Linked DNA regions of Sus scrofa: all the other regions are linked to region 1. The links are chromatin contacts, called in public HiChIP or PLAC-seq and promoter capture Hi-C maps. All regions are on one chromosome and are shown on one strand. The core of a region is the stretch at or near the end of the contact, and the rest is flanking DNA. Distances in the headings are between cores, read along the strand shown.

Evidence for each region. Promoter capture Hi-C pulls out the DNA fragments that hold promoters and counts their contacts. HiChIP or PLAC-seq counts read pairs in DNA pulled down with a chosen protein or histone mark.
Region 2: a contact with region 1 is called in a promoter capture Hi-C map of fetal liver, with 3 times the contacts expected there. The contact joins the promoter of LOC110257285 here to the promoter of EXOC3 in region 1. A contact is called at or near these places in 1 of 5 promoter capture datasets (fetal liver) and 1 of 2 datasets of contacts at active chromatin or transcription factors (alveolar macrophages).
Region 3: a contact with region 1 is called in a promoter capture Hi-C map of liver, with 3 times the contacts expected there. The contact joins the promoter of PLEKHG4B here to the promoter of EXOC3 in region 1. A contact is called at or near these places in 2 of 5 promoter capture datasets (both in liver) and 1 of 2 datasets of contacts at active chromatin or transcription factors (alveolar macrophages).
Region 4: a contact with region 1 is called in an H3K27ac HiChIP or PLAC-seq map of alveolar macrophages. The contact joins the promoter of CCDC127 here to the promoter of EXOC3 in region 1. A contact is called at or near these places in 1 of 5 promoter capture datasets (liver), 3 of 47 Hi-C or Micro-C datasets (fibroblasts, heart right ventricle and liver) and 1 of 2 datasets of contacts at active chromatin or transcription factors (alveolar macrophages).

What each region holds. Positions count from the first base shown.
Region 1 is chr16:79,728,430-79,731,849 of Sscrofa11.1, reverse strand. EXOC3 (exocyst complex component 3) reads left to right here and starts at 1,578. Exons shown (of 13, transcript XM_021077064.1): 1 at 1,578-1,826; 2 at 2,960-3,150. The coding sequence starts at 3,007. AHRR (aryl hydrocarbon receptor repressor) reads left to right here. Exons shown (of 11, transcript XM_021077068.1): 11 at 1-930.
Region 2 is chr16:79,499,607-79,503,026 of Sscrofa11.1, reverse strand. It overlaps LOC110257285, which reads right to left and starts at 1,517. Exons shown (of 13, transcript XM_021076900.1): 1 at 22-1,517. The coding sequence starts at 95.
Region 3 is chr16:79,933,382-79,936,801 of Sscrofa11.1, reverse strand. It overlaps PLEKHG4B (pleckstrin homology domain-containing family G member 4B), which reads left to right and starts at 1,756. Exons shown (of 23, transcript XM_021076826.1): 1 at 1,756-1,903. The coding sequence starts at 1,853.
Region 4 is chr16:79,860,752-79,864,171 of Sscrofa11.1, reverse strand. It overlaps CCDC127 (coiled-coil domain-containing protein 127), which reads right to left and starts at 1,578. Exons shown (of 3, transcript XM_021076939.1): 1 at 1,457-1,578; 2 at 121-251. The coding sequence starts at 241. It overlaps SDHA (succinate dehydrogenase [ubiquinone] flavoprotein subunit, mitochondrial), which reads left to right and starts at 1,216. Exons shown (of 15, transcript XM_021076931.1): 1 at 1,216-1,743. The coding sequence starts at 1,681.

The DNA.
Region 1 (3,420 bases), core at 329-2,828:
CACTTCCCTGTCTCAGGGCGCAATAGACAGGTGGTGCCACACGCATGTACCAAATGCATCACCCGGAAAACCCCGGACTGAAAAGATGGAATTGAGAGACATCATTGCACGTTTGCACACTGTTGCCAGATCCCCGCATAACCGAAGAGCTGCAGGCGTGAGCCTCGCGTGAGGAGGAGTCTTTCTGAAGGACACACAGCCACCCCTGCCCACAAGGGCTGTGGCACCCAAGCCATGTTCCTGGAGGTTCAGAGCACCCATCTGTGGCCACTCCCCTGGGACCACGTGCACCAAACTGGTCACGGTTGGTGGACAGGCAGATTAAGCCTTGTTGGTGTGGAATCAGCATCTGGACACCAGCTCTGAGGGGTTTGTGTTCTAAAGGTACCATCATGCTTGGGACCCAGGTCCTGATGTGCCCTGGTCCCTTCCTCTGCTGGGTCGGTGGCAACAAAACTTCCCCCAGTCAGCACTTTTGTGATTTTACAGCCATGCCCCTATGGAAAAATTGTGTGGGGAAGGTGATGATGGAATGTAGAAGGTCAGATCTGGCCATTTCTGTAGGCGTGGCCATTTCTGCTTTAAAATGTCATTACCAGTACTAATTACCGGCTTATATGTTTCTATTGTCTGTAGCTTTTGGCTGTGTAGCTGAGAACATATTAAAATCAAGTATACAGGAATGATATGGAAGGGAAAAGACAAACACAAATTGTATTTTATATTTTTGCAGTTTCTACTGGATGAAAAAAACTTTCAATATGGAGACTGACTCGTTGAATTTTTAAAAATTGGATGCACTATAATGTAACTTTTTGTACTTTTTCTCAGTGCCTTTAGAAAGAGCTTTCAAATGCATTTCTGATACTGTGGTTCTTGTTAAATTCGCAATATGGATGTAAAATAAATGTTAGTATGTGTCTGCTTTAAGTGGAAATGTCTTCTTGATTTTGCAAATGAAGCCCCGCCATCAGATGTTCTAGCTTTGTCTCTGCGAAGTGGTAGTGAGCTGTTCTATGTGCATTTCCTTCCTTCAGTCCATCCCCTGCTGAATACCAGGCCCTGTGATAGTGCTTAAGACACATTAGGAAAAAAAGATGGAGAAATGCGGCTGTGCTGCCGCTGACACCCCTGTGCACGTGTACAGGGGACGGGGTGCAGATAAGTGACCCAAGAGCTGGGTAAATTCTGCAACGCCTCTGGAGGGAACATGGCGGCACAGATGGAACAGCTGGGGTCTTATAGCCAAGCGGCGATTTTGTGGGAAAGGCGGCCTCTGGGCCAAGACGGGGCAGGAGGTGGAGGAGGCCCAGGGACTGGAGGCCCCGCGAGGGCGGGGGCTGGGAGGTTTGGGTTTATAGGGCCACCGCACTGGGGGACTCATACACCTGCCCCCACGTGCCCCCTGCCCCCACGAGCCCAGGCGTGTGCATGTGTGTGCTTGTGCGCCCCGTGTGTGCGGTGTGGCCTGTCTATATGTGGTGTGTGTAGGGTGTCTGCGTGCCTGTGACGTCCGTGAGAGGCGTCTCCGCGCTGGGTGTATGCGCTCGCGCTCCGCCCCTCAGGCTTCAGCCCAGCCGCCCGGTTCCCGGCTCCGCGCTCGTCCCGCAGCCCCGGCCGACTCTCGGCGGGTGCCGGTCGACAGCGGGTCCCGGTCGACAGCGGGTCCCTATCGACAGCGGGTCCCGAAATCTCCCAGCTCTGTGCACAGGGACCCGCCCAACAAAGGTCCCGCCCGCCGGGCCCACCCCCTTCCGGTCACGAGGCCGGAAGCGGAAGTGCCGGTCGCGGCTCACTTCCGGGCGGCGGCGGCGGCGGCTCGCAAGGTGAGGCCGCTGCGGGCGGGTGGCACAGTCCGGGAGTCGCGGTCCGTGGCCGCTGTCCTCTCCCCGGGCTCGGGCGGGTGCGGGCGCGGCCGGAAGGCAGTGCGGGAGGCCGTGGGAGGCCCGGGGACGGTCCGTGGAGAGGCTGACGGCGCGCCAGGCGGTGGGGAGTAGCAGGTGCAGAGCTGCGGGCGCGGCTGGGGGTCCGCGGCGGAGACGGGCGGGGAGACACGCCGGCGCCCCCCAGCCCCGTGTGTCCCGTCGTGTGCGCGGTGCCCTAGTCAGCACCGGGAGGGGAGAGACGGCGCCACAGCACATTCCGAGAGAACACGGAACGCACTCGTGTGCAGACGGGGGAGTTATTTCACAGGTCCCTCAAGGGTCTCCGCGGACCTCGCGTTGCTTTGAGAAATATCTTTGAGAAGCCGTGCGCAGAAAATGTGCATGGAAATGGACTTCAGTAGCTGAAGTCAGTCCTCTGCTTTGCCGAAAGCTCAGCAGGCGTCGCCAGCTCCCTGGCTGGCAGGTTGGAGGAGCTGGCGCTGAAGGCAGGTGTGCTTGTATGCAGCATCTGTGCTGTGTACATTGCATCTGAGCAGAGTGCCTTGTGCCCTCTCACCTCTGTTTACTAGGGCTGTTAAGCAGTAGGGAATGGAATTTTGGGTGCTACAGACAGTGATTTTGAGGGGGATCAGAGGATGGTGCTCAAACTTGAGCAGGCACGGTAAAGTGTGTGCTGTCACTGTGCCTCCATAGCTTTCCTGAGGCGTCCTGGCACCTCGGCCCCACTGGCTAGTCAGGGCTGGTGGCAATTAGAAATTGGACCTGTCCGGGGGAGATTGACATCTGAGGTGCTGAGTAGTCTGGATCCGCATGTTAATATCTTATGCTTGTAATTGCCTCTGCGCCCCTTAGGGATAACACTGGGTTCTGAAGGTTTGTGTTTCATATCAAGGAGGTCATAATCCTAGCTCAGCTGTGTTTCATGTCTATTAGATTAATGATCTCAAATGCTCTCCTTATAGCTCCACTGTGAACAACTGAATGTTACTGGAGCAGGGGGATGCTTTGTACCTGACATCTCTACCTTCCTGACACATCCTCCTCTCCTGTTCTGTCTCTGCCTGTGGACACAGGGTATCCCTAGTATGACAGGTGCAGAGATTCTGCCTGCTCTGTAACCATGAAGGAGACGGACCGGGAGGCTGTTGCAACAGCTGTCCAGAGGGTTGCCGGGATGCTCCAGCGCCCGGACCAGCTGGACAAAGTGGAGCAGTACCGCAGAAGAGAGGCCAGGAAGAAGGCCTCCGTGGAAGCCAGGCTGAAGGTATGAGACTGGAGTGGAGACTGGGGTGGCTGTGGGCGCCTGCTTCACTCTCAGGCTGGACCGAGCCTTTTGTCCCAAGTTCAGGTTCCTGCTTAGCAGAATCATTGTAATTTTGCCGAGCTGGGCTTTGTGATGCCATGAAGAGAGGCAGGCCATGGACTTTGCCTTTGTTAGTGCATCCTTTCCAACAGTTCCTTGCCAGCCGGTAGGTTTATAGAGAAGACCGTGGGAAGATTTAAAAAGCCAGAGGAACAGTCTTTTAAGCACCCA
Region 2 (3,420 bases), core at 268-2,767, 230 kb after region 1:
GGCCCCGCCCCTGGCACTCACACATTGGTCTCACACAGATGGCAATACAGGTCCTGGATGACATGAGCGTGTTTGGACCTGTCAAACACAGGCATAGGCTCCAAATAGTTCTTCTGATGCACGCTTTTCTCGGCCGGATTGATGGAAACTGCGATGATGTGGACCACGAGGTGGAAGAGAAAGATGCTACCGGTGACCTGGAGGGGGCTCGTCAAGGAGCAACTCGGCCCGCTCCGCACGGTGCGGGGCGCTCGCCCCAAGATGCCCTGGGCCACCGGGCGGCCGCAGGAGCCCACGCCTGGTGGGCGGCAGGGAGCTGGTCAGCCCCTCCCGTACCCGCCTCCCGCAGAGGCTGCCCGAGTCCTTCGCCCTCCAGGACTGGAGGCTGCGCCCTGTGACCCAGAGGGACAGATGCGCTTGCACCTGTGGGCACCAAGCCCGGCCCTGGAGGCGGTCGTGGGGGTCGTCAGGGCGGGGGGCAGCGCCCAGCACACAGGTCGGGTCACCAAGGAAAGGGGGGGAGGGCTCAAACACAGGCCAGGAAGCCGGGGCCAGCCCAGTAGGTCTCTCTGTCTCTCTGTTTCCCTTTGGGTCTCTCCCTCTCTGTCTCTGTCTCTGTCTGCTCTGTCTCTCCCCTCCCCCAGGGAAAGACACCCCAGGCTCCCACCCCCTCCAGGACTCCCAGGGTAAAATCGAGCCCGCAGATCCTCCAGCCTCCTCTCCAGGGACCAACACACCATCCCCATGGAAACCAAACAGAAGGGGCGGAAGCACGGGCCTGGCCTCCCCAGGAGCCCTGCCCTGCTTCCCAGGACGGTTCTGAGCCAGGAAGGTTCAGGGCTTACAGGCCCGGCTCCTGTGAGAGCGGCCTGGGCGTGGCGGGGGTGTGCCTCCTACTGCTGCCCGCGGGTGTCCTGGCGAAGCCGCGGTTCACAGGCTCTGCTGTGACTCCGCAGAGGCCCAGGGCGGTGCGGGCTCTGGGCAGTGAGGCCTCCCAGGCTGCACTGCTGTCAGGGTCCGGGGTCTGCCCGCCCCACCCTCTGGGGCTTGCGCTTGCAGGCGTGGTCCAGCCTGGATAAGGGCCCAGAGGAAGCTTCCATGGCGCTCAACAAGGCTCGGTGGGGGCTGGTTTGGCCAACACTGCTCGGCCCTTCCTTGTCCTCTGGCCTCGGGTGCAGGCCCAGGGCCCTGGGTGCTGGGCGAGGGCGTGTAGGTATCAGAGGCTGGGGGGCAGAGACCGCCGTGAAGGCAAGAGTGAGCTGGGGCTCAGAGGGCTGGGCCAGGGGAGGGCGGGCGCAAAGCCAGAAGAACAGGGAGATGGCTGCTGGGGACCAGCCAGGCCCGGGCACCTACAGAGGGGACGGGACTCGGCAGAGAGGGCCAGGTGAAGACGTGGCGATGCTGAGGCCCTTCCTGCCACCGCAGGCCCCTGCAGGCCGCCCCTGCTGTTAACAGATGAGCCATGCTCCCGTGGTCAGTGGCCAGCCTACACTGTCACAGCTGGTGACACCAGCACATTCCAGTACGCTGGTCCCTACACCCACTTCCTGAAGCCTGAGGCATGGCCGGATGCACAGCACTGTTTGTGTGGTTACCGGGGCAACGGGAGTGAGTCCTGCGCAGGAGGCCGGCGATGGCAGCAGGGGACAGATGTGACAGGAGGTGGCACTGCAGCCCAGGTGCCGCCCCTCCTCTGTGGAGCTCAGCGGGATGGTTCTCATCACACACTGTGGGCAGGGCCAGCGGGCCAGATGGGAGGCTGGAGCTGAGTGCTCTGTCCCTGCGTCCACCCTCAGCTCCCCCCAAGGCCACCGCCAGGGAGAAAGTGGGGACAGCAGCCCACTAGCGACTCCCGTCTCACAGCGGGGGCACCTGAGCACTCGACCAGAGCCTGAGAGGCCAGCCCTGTGGCGCCTCGACTGAGTTCCTGGGCTGTCCGAACCTGCAGGTGTCCCTGGCAGGTGTTCCCAGGCCTGGCATCTGGGACCCCAGGACCTCAGGGCAGCCTTCCACCTGGACCCAGTGGACAAAGCCGCCCGGCCCCTTAGACATAAAGTGTCCGCTACGGGCACACGCATGAGCATGCCTGCTGGCACGCATGGAGGACTGGCCAGGTCACCCTGGCCACTGCGGGCAACAGCGGCTGCATTTGCTTAAGACGAGCTGGCCGTTCCTGCCATTGGTCACGCATTCTGTGGCCGCCATTGAGCCCCCAGAATAGAAAGTGCCCCAGGATGGGTGTCCCATCCTCGGGCTGCTGGCTTTCACTTTCGATGTAATTCTATCTTAGGAGAGTCTTAGGTTCAAGTTAATAATAAAAAGAACGGGGTTCCTGGTCTCACTTCCACTACAAAGCAGGACATGCCGAGGTCCCCTAGCAACTATCTTTGTTCGGTAAACAAACAGCGCTGGCGCCAGCCCTCGCCACGCCTGTCACTGCTGCCTCGGGTCGGTCGTCCTGCGGCAGGCGGCCAGGGGCAAGCCCCGCCCCCGCTGCCCCGCCCCCCGAGCTGCCCCGCCCCCCCCAGCCCCTGCCGCTGCCAAGTTCCTCGTGCTCAGACCCAACGCGGGATCCAGACCCTCCAGCCAGCGGAGGGCGGCCAGACTCCTGCGCGGTGACCTGGTGACCCTGGTCCTCAGCCCTGACCTTGGCCCCTGCCCTTCCCTGGGCCTGGGCTGCAGGCACCTCCCGCTCCTGGATCCCTGCAGGCACTGAATGACGCTGGCGCCCCCCAGCGGCCAGAGCAGAGCGCCCACGTGCAGCTGTGTAGCGCCTGAGGGATGCCCCTGGGGTTGGGGCGACAGGCAGGTCCCCAAGACAGTCTGAGCTCTGCACAGCCCGGGCCACACTCCTGCTCTCTCCACTTGGGACAGGCAGGGAGGCTCGCACAGACTTGGTCCTTCCTGGTCCTGCCGCCTCCCTCACTCCGCAAACCCGGGCGCTCTCCACCCAACCAGAGACGCCAGGCGGCCAGCGGAGAGGCAGGCGGCGGAGCCCATGTCCTCACCAAGGAGGGCTTGACACAGGCACAAACACCCCCTTTTAGAAACTGGTTCTGCTGCCCACTTTGCAGTCAGCCTGCCCACGGGCTCTAACACGCACGACCCTTGATGTGGGGCCCCACGTCACCCAGACGCCCACCCTGACAGATACCCCCGGGACGGAGCAGAGCACCCCGGGGTCACAAAGGTCACAGTCTCTCGGGGAAGGGGCGCGGTGGGGAGCAGCGCTGCATGCCCCGGCCTGGGGGAGCATGGAGCGCCTCAAGCCTCTCCCCACTGAGGCTCGGCCCTCCCCTCGGCACCACAGAGCGGCTGCTCGGCTGTGGCCTGGAAAGGCCTCCGCCCTGGGTCACAGCTCCTCCCCGCCTCCTGGGGCCTCTGTCCACCCCGGGCCCCTCACACCCCTGCCGCCAGCCA
Region 3 (3,420 bases), core at 507-3,006, 200 kb before region 1:
AGTAAGTACCTTCTGAACAAATCAAGCCATCTCAATAGTCCAAGTTTTGGAGAAAAGTTCTTAGAAAACATGCCTGACTCTGGATACACAGCAAAGAAGGAAGCAGATCGTTAGAAATTGTGGCTGGAGACACATGAGGACTCCTGAGCTCTCCCTGTCCAGGCCCAGCTTCCCCTCTGTACCACAGAGGTACAACACCCACCAGCCTCCAAATCTCCAGCACAAGTGAGATTCCAGAGCTGCACCCTGATCAGGCATCCAGGTCACTGTTGACCTCCCTCGAGGTCAGCTCCTGGACAAATCTCCTGTTCTGGAGGCCTGCCAACATTCTGTTCTGCAGATGCTTTGGGACCACAGGGGTTTATGCAGGGTGGCTCCTGTTTCTGGAGCGTCAAGGGCAGGTGAGCGGGTGAGAAGAGAAGGGGGGGCGCGGTGCTCAGGGATTAGGAGTAACACCCAGATCCCTGGCCCTGAAGTGGGCCTGACTCTGCATGGGCTCAGTGGGTGGGACTGGAGGTTCCAGACAGCCGAATAGAGGAACCAGTCAGGGAGCCACTACAGGAATTCAAAGAACCGGTGTGGGGTGAGGGAGGAGCTTCATTCATTTGGCATCTGCAGCCATTCAGCTCCAACACAACTCAACTTTAAATGAGTGCCTGAGTCCCGCAGTGGGTGGGCCGAGTCAGTGCCCGTGTTTCTAGTCAGGACGTAGTGCAGGATGAGACTCCTGAAGACCGGGAGGGGACCCCCGCTAGAGCGGATTCCACCCCCCGCCCCCGCAGAGGAGCGGAGTCCTGAGACCCGGGCTGCATTCCCAGCACACAGCCTGAGACCTAGAGTCGCTTAGCTACAGAGAAGGCTTTTGTTTCCCTGGGGTGGGCGTGGAGGATACTTTGGGGAGGTTTTCCATAAACCCAGGCGTTAGGGTTGCAAACACAGTGAGAGCTTGTTAACTCCTCGAGGAGGCTAGGGTGGCTGCTCGCTCAGGAGTTCTGTTTACCCAGCAGAGCGCATCCCACCTGCCAGGATGCTCGCTCGGCGGAAGAGGGCTGGTCCACCCACACAGGCTGAAATGGGTCCGCTCCATCTACACCAGTGGAAATCAGGGTCTGATTGCCTTCATTAGCGTGTTTACGCAGGTGCATATGAGGTGCATCTACATATGCTGGGGGAAATCACCGTCCAATAGCTTTCTACCCAGAAGGCAGGAGTGTCCACACCCGCGGAAGTCGGGTGCAGTGTCACAACCACGGGTCTGAGAACAAAATGGCAGGTACCCAGGCTCCGCTAGAACAAAAGTAAAAGGAATGTCGCCCCCGCCCACAGCTGGGGAGGGAGGAGCTCGCCCCAGCCCCCCCACCCCGCCCCCTGTGGGGTCCCCTCCTAGGTGAGGGCACAGCCCGAGGCGCCGGCAAGGCGGCCCCCAGGGTTGGGGTCGGTGAGACGCCCTCCACCCGCCCTGCCACCTCCGAAGATGGGATCCCTCCAACTTCCCGCTCCGGAGACCCAAAGGGTGAGACGTCCTCTCCCACCTCGAGTCCCCGCGGAAGAGACCCCCTCCAACCGTCGCCCTGGGCGGCGGAGAGAGAGAGATTCCCCTTCCTAGTTCTGGGCCCTCGCGGGGGAGACCCCACCCCCCAACTCCCAGCCAGAACCCCGCGGGAGAGACGCCCCCTCCCCGCCCCGCCGCGGTCCCAGGCCCCGCCCCCGTGTGGTGGGCGGGGAGCGCCGCCGGGAGGGCCCGCCCCCAGCCCGCCCCCAGCCCGCCCCCAGCCCGCCGTCCTTCCCACGCCCGACTGGCGGACCTGCTGAGCGGTGTCCTCTCTGCTGCCGGGACAAAGGCGGTGCCACCATGGCTCTCCGCGCGGCGCTCGGCCGAGGGGACCGGGGCGCCGGCGCCAAGGTAGGGGACGGCGAGAGAGTGTGGGGACCGGTTATGGGGCCGGGGCTGCGGGGGAGAGAGCTTTCACTTTTTCTGCCACTTCAACGAAGATTTAGCAAACTTTTCCTTTAAACTCCTGAATATTTATGAGAGAAATATGCTTTTCCAGGCAAATTTGCATTGATGGCGGGAAGGGAGTGCAGGCGGAGGGGGCTGGAAGACTAAAAGACGCTTTTGAAATTGTCGCCCACAGTCAGAATGTTCCTGAGTTATTCATTACCTCGAATCTGGCAGCACGAACCAATGAACTTTGTGCACGAAGACAAAGACCTTTTGCTTGAAAAAGTACCAGAGTAGACTGCAAACTGGAAGGGCAGTTTAGATAGTGAACATTGCTTAGCAAAGAAGATGGTCGCCTTGGGTCTGGAATAGGGCGGTGGAGGCTGTCCTGCATTTCTTCCTGTGAATTGCAAAACCTGGGCTGGGTTTGTCTTACCCTTTTTCCCATGAACCAGATTACAGAGGGTTTTGCTACAGTAATTACACTCTACGCCTGTTACCCAACAGCATTTTCACTTTAAAAAGTTAGCTGGTACTTTCAGGTGCCTAATTAAGATTTGAAACGTGTTATTAAAAAATTAATTTGAACAGAGCTGAAACTGTGCGTAATTAACAGCTGAGCATCAGGTCACCACTTAGTGTCCTGAAAAGGGATTTCAGAGTGGACAGAAGTGAGGGTTGCCTTCACTTCCTGGCCCTGCCCTCCACCCCCAGGCTCTCTGGGGCAGCAGGAACTCTGGAGGCCACTGTTCTCCGTGGACACAGTCAGGCTCCCAGACGTCTCCGCATGTGGTGGAGGGCTCCGGGTCCCCCACAGAGATATGCACCCACTTCTGCTTCTGAGGAGACACCCTGTTTGGGGTCCGGTCTGCAGACAGGAGGGTGGCCCGGGTTGGGAGCACAAGTGGACTGTCCAGGCAGGCTGCAGAGCCCTGCTGGGCTGCGGCCTGGGTACAGGTGGCCTGGGGTTTTATCCGGTTAGGGGCCCCGTGTGGGTCTCGTCCGAAGTCGCCTTTGGGAAATGTGGACCTTTGTGTCTGTGGTGTCTGTTGGGTTGCGAGCCTGCTGGTGGTCTCACGCGAACACTTCATCACTTGCAAATCTCCCCAGAATGCTGGGCTCAGGAAACAGAGTCGGCCCTGAATCTGCCCCCAGGTTCTCTGAGATGTGTGTTCACAAATTGTTTCATTCAAGCAAACCCAGGAGACCCCAGGTTTCCAGATTGCGGCAGTTTTTACAAGAATCATTCAGGCCAAGTTCACATGCCTCCCTCCTTCCACACAGAACGAATATACCCTCACTTTGGGCTTGAACCTAGACCAGGTGGCTTGGAGCCCTGGGTCCCGACAGCAGTAGGCCAAGGCGCCTGCCCATCCTACTGATGGTGCAACGTGAGGCTTCTGCGCTCGGCCCGTGGCTCCTGGCAAGAAGCGGCCTGGAAGCAGTGGTTTTCCTCTGGGCAGGGCTGTGCCCTGAAG
Region 4 (3,420 bases), core at 329-2,828, 130 kb before region 1:
ACTGAATAAAACCCAAGGCACGGGTCTCATGCACGTTTTTTTTTTTCCAGCCAACAACTCTCAGGTTCCTAAGCCCCACACTCTCAGCCCAGCAAATGTGTTAGGAAAACCATGACTTACGAAAAGCAGCCAATCCCAGCATTGGAACCAACAGGGCATAATTCCATCTGCTTCCATCACCCCCATCAGCCCTGGAATTAGGCCGGATATTCCAATTTGGGGGGTCATTTAAGTTATTCATGGAGATACACCTTGAAATAAAAGATAACACCATTAATACACAAAAGGAACACAATACATTGTTAATTTTATCGTCTACTTGGCTCATGTGAGTCTTGTTTTCTTTCAAAAAATTCTGCTCAGGAGTTCCCTGATGGCTCATGGGTTAAGGCTCTGCTGCTTTCACTGCTGTAGCTCAAGTTTGATCCCTGGCCCAGGAACTTCTGCATGGTGTGGGCACGGCCAAAAAACAAACACAATTTTGGTTTAGATCCAGTTATGTGCTGCTGCACAGCACTGAGCCTTATGGGATTAAAAGAGAAAACCAAGACCTCAGACAAAAGTAACTCACAAGTCATGGTAGAGAGAAGTGTCTCAAATGACTGAAACACAGATAGAATGAGATATATAATCAAAAGGAACTCAAATCAAACTTTAAAAACTCTTAACGGGCTTTGCGATAAATACTTATTTAACAACTAAAGATATAAAATTCTAATTGGCAATGAAAAAATTACGCACACACCAAGGCTCCAGTACCTAATGTCAAAGAGCTTGCGGTGAACACAGAATAAAAAAATCAGACCGGAGTTCCCTGCGTGGTGCAGCGGAAATGAATCCGACTAGGAACCACGAGGTTGCGGGTTTGATCCCTGGCCTTGCTGAGTGGGTTAAGGCTCCCGCGGTGCTCTGAGCTGTGGTGTGGGTCACAAACTCGGCTCAGATCTGATGTTCCTGCGCCTGTGGCATAGGCCGGCAGCTGCAGCTCCAGTTCAAAGCCTAGCCTGGGAACCTCCGTATGCCGCGGGCGCGGCCCTAAAAACCAAAAAACAAACAAAACAAAAAGTCAGAGATTGAAAGCGCTGAAGCCAAAACGCTCAGAGCCCCTTCACCCCATAAGCTGCAGGGTCCGCGCCGCCCACCTTTCCCATAAACCACAGGGTCCGCCTCCCGGGGCGTACAATTTAAGAGGCGTGCAATCTAATAAAGCAGCGGTACCCGGCCCGGACTGGGCCTAACTTCGCTCCAACAGGGCCGCCGGTCGTCGAACTGCTCGATACAGGAACTCCGGCTCCGTCCCATAAAGAAAAGTGGGGTACCTGCGAGCACTGGTTCATTCCGCAAAACTCCCGTAAATTGGAGAAAAATCGAACACCGTCGGGACCAGAGCAGAAATCAGGCGAGCCTGTGAAGACGCCTGGTCTCGGACACGACCCGACCCCCGACTGCAACCTACCCCTGCCGGGACCTTGGGCCCCAGGTCCCTGAACTCCTCCGTCTGCCAGTCCTCTCTGCGCAGGCGCGGCGTTGCCCCTTCAACCCCGGGCGCGGCGACGTAAGACCCCGGCGCTGCGACGTGCGCAGGCGCGGCGCCCCGCCACCCCCCGTCGTCCCCGGGTCGCGGCGACGTGCGCAGGCGCGATCAGCGCGGGGACTAGCGGGACGCTGCGGACGGCAGACATGTCGGGGGTCCGGGCTGTGTCACGGCTGCTGCGCGCCCGGCGCCTGGCGCTGACCTGGGCGGTGAGTCGGCGCCGCGGGCTGGGAGGGGCCGGAAGGGGCGAACGCCGGGTCCCGCACCCCCAGCCCCGCGATGGGACGGGCTGGGGAGGGCCCGCCGGGTTCTGTCCGCGCTGGCTGGGTGAAGGTCACGACCCTGTAGCCGCCCGGGACCCCTTTCCGCCCGGGGCCCTGCCTGGAGCTCGGGGCCTCGGCCAAGGTCGCCCGCTCCGCTGCGCGGAGGGGGCTGTCCAAGGTCGTGCGGCCGGAGGGCGGCCTGCGGGTGGGTGGGGTCTGAGCTGATCCCCGGCACTAGGTTGGGCCTCCTGAGGGCTGTGCGGTGGCCTCTGCGCATTTACTGCAAAATTACCACGGCGGACGCGGGACAGTGTCCTGGGCGTTTCCTGCAGGGCCCCGCAGGCCCTACTCGAGTCGGTCGAGTTGTGCATTCCGAGGCCTGGCTGCTGGTTCCTGTCTCCTCTCCGGACAGATCGTCAGAGTCGACCCTTTAGGGTTTTACTGAAGCACTGAATTTAGGGGGTTTAGATATTTGGTTTTATAACGTGAACTCGCCTGGCCACCTAGTTAGTAATTGAATGTCAAAGGTCCCAACGGAATCAGGGCTTTCACCAGCGTTATACTGTTGACATATGTCTGTAGTTATACCCACAACTCTCTCCTCTTTAAACTACAGGAATTGAGGAGTTCTCTTTGGGGCTCAGTGGGTTAAGAACCCGGCTAGTATCCATAGGGATGCGGGTTGGATTCCTGGCCTCGCTCAGTGGTTTAAGGATCCGGCATTGCCGTGAGGTACAGATATCGCTCGGATCTTGTGTCGCTGTGCCTGTGGAGTAGGCCTCAGCTGCAGCTCGGATACGACCCCTAGCCCGGGAACTTCAATATGTTGCAGGTGCGGCCATGAAACGAAAAAAAAAAAAAAAAAAAAATAGATATAAAGGACCAGAATTAGGAGTTCTTGTCTGGCTCAGTGGTTAACGACCCTGACTAGCATCCATGAGGATCCTGGTTTGATCCCTGGCCTCACTCAGTGGATTAAGGATCCAGCATTGATGTGTGCTGAGGTGTAGGTCGCAGATTTGGCTCGGATCCTACCTTGCTATCTATGGCTGTGTTGTAGGCCTGCAGCTACAGCTACGAATGGACCCTAGCCTGGGAACCTCTACATGCCAGGGGTGCGTTCCTAAAAAGGCAAATATATATATGTATATATGAATTAAACATTGTGTTGAATATGAGGAGGTTTAGTTAGACATTCTGCCACACCAGAAAGAGTTTAAAGGCTTTCACGTGTTTCAGGTGCTGGTGCTTTCTGAGCAGATGTTTCACCAGTCCCCAAGCCTTGGCTCTAAGGCACAGTGGAAGCAGGGGGTCCACAAGCAGGAAATGAAGCCGGTGGTTAGTGGGTTGGTTTTAGTCAGCCAAGCATGAACAAACTTCTAAGTGGGTCCTTCTTGTCAGGTGAGATGACAGATTGGTAACTGGTGGTGATTGGAGAAGAGCTGACAAATCTGCCAACCCAGACTGAGCCTGATGTCCTTGTTCCAGCCTGCAGGCGCCCTTTACCCACCACCTGCCCTTTGTCAGTTTATGAGGGAGTAAAGTTCTAGGAGCAACAGGTTAGAGTGTAAACCTCTCCTTTCCTGTTGGCCTGATGGAAGTGAACTCCTTTGAATGAGCTCT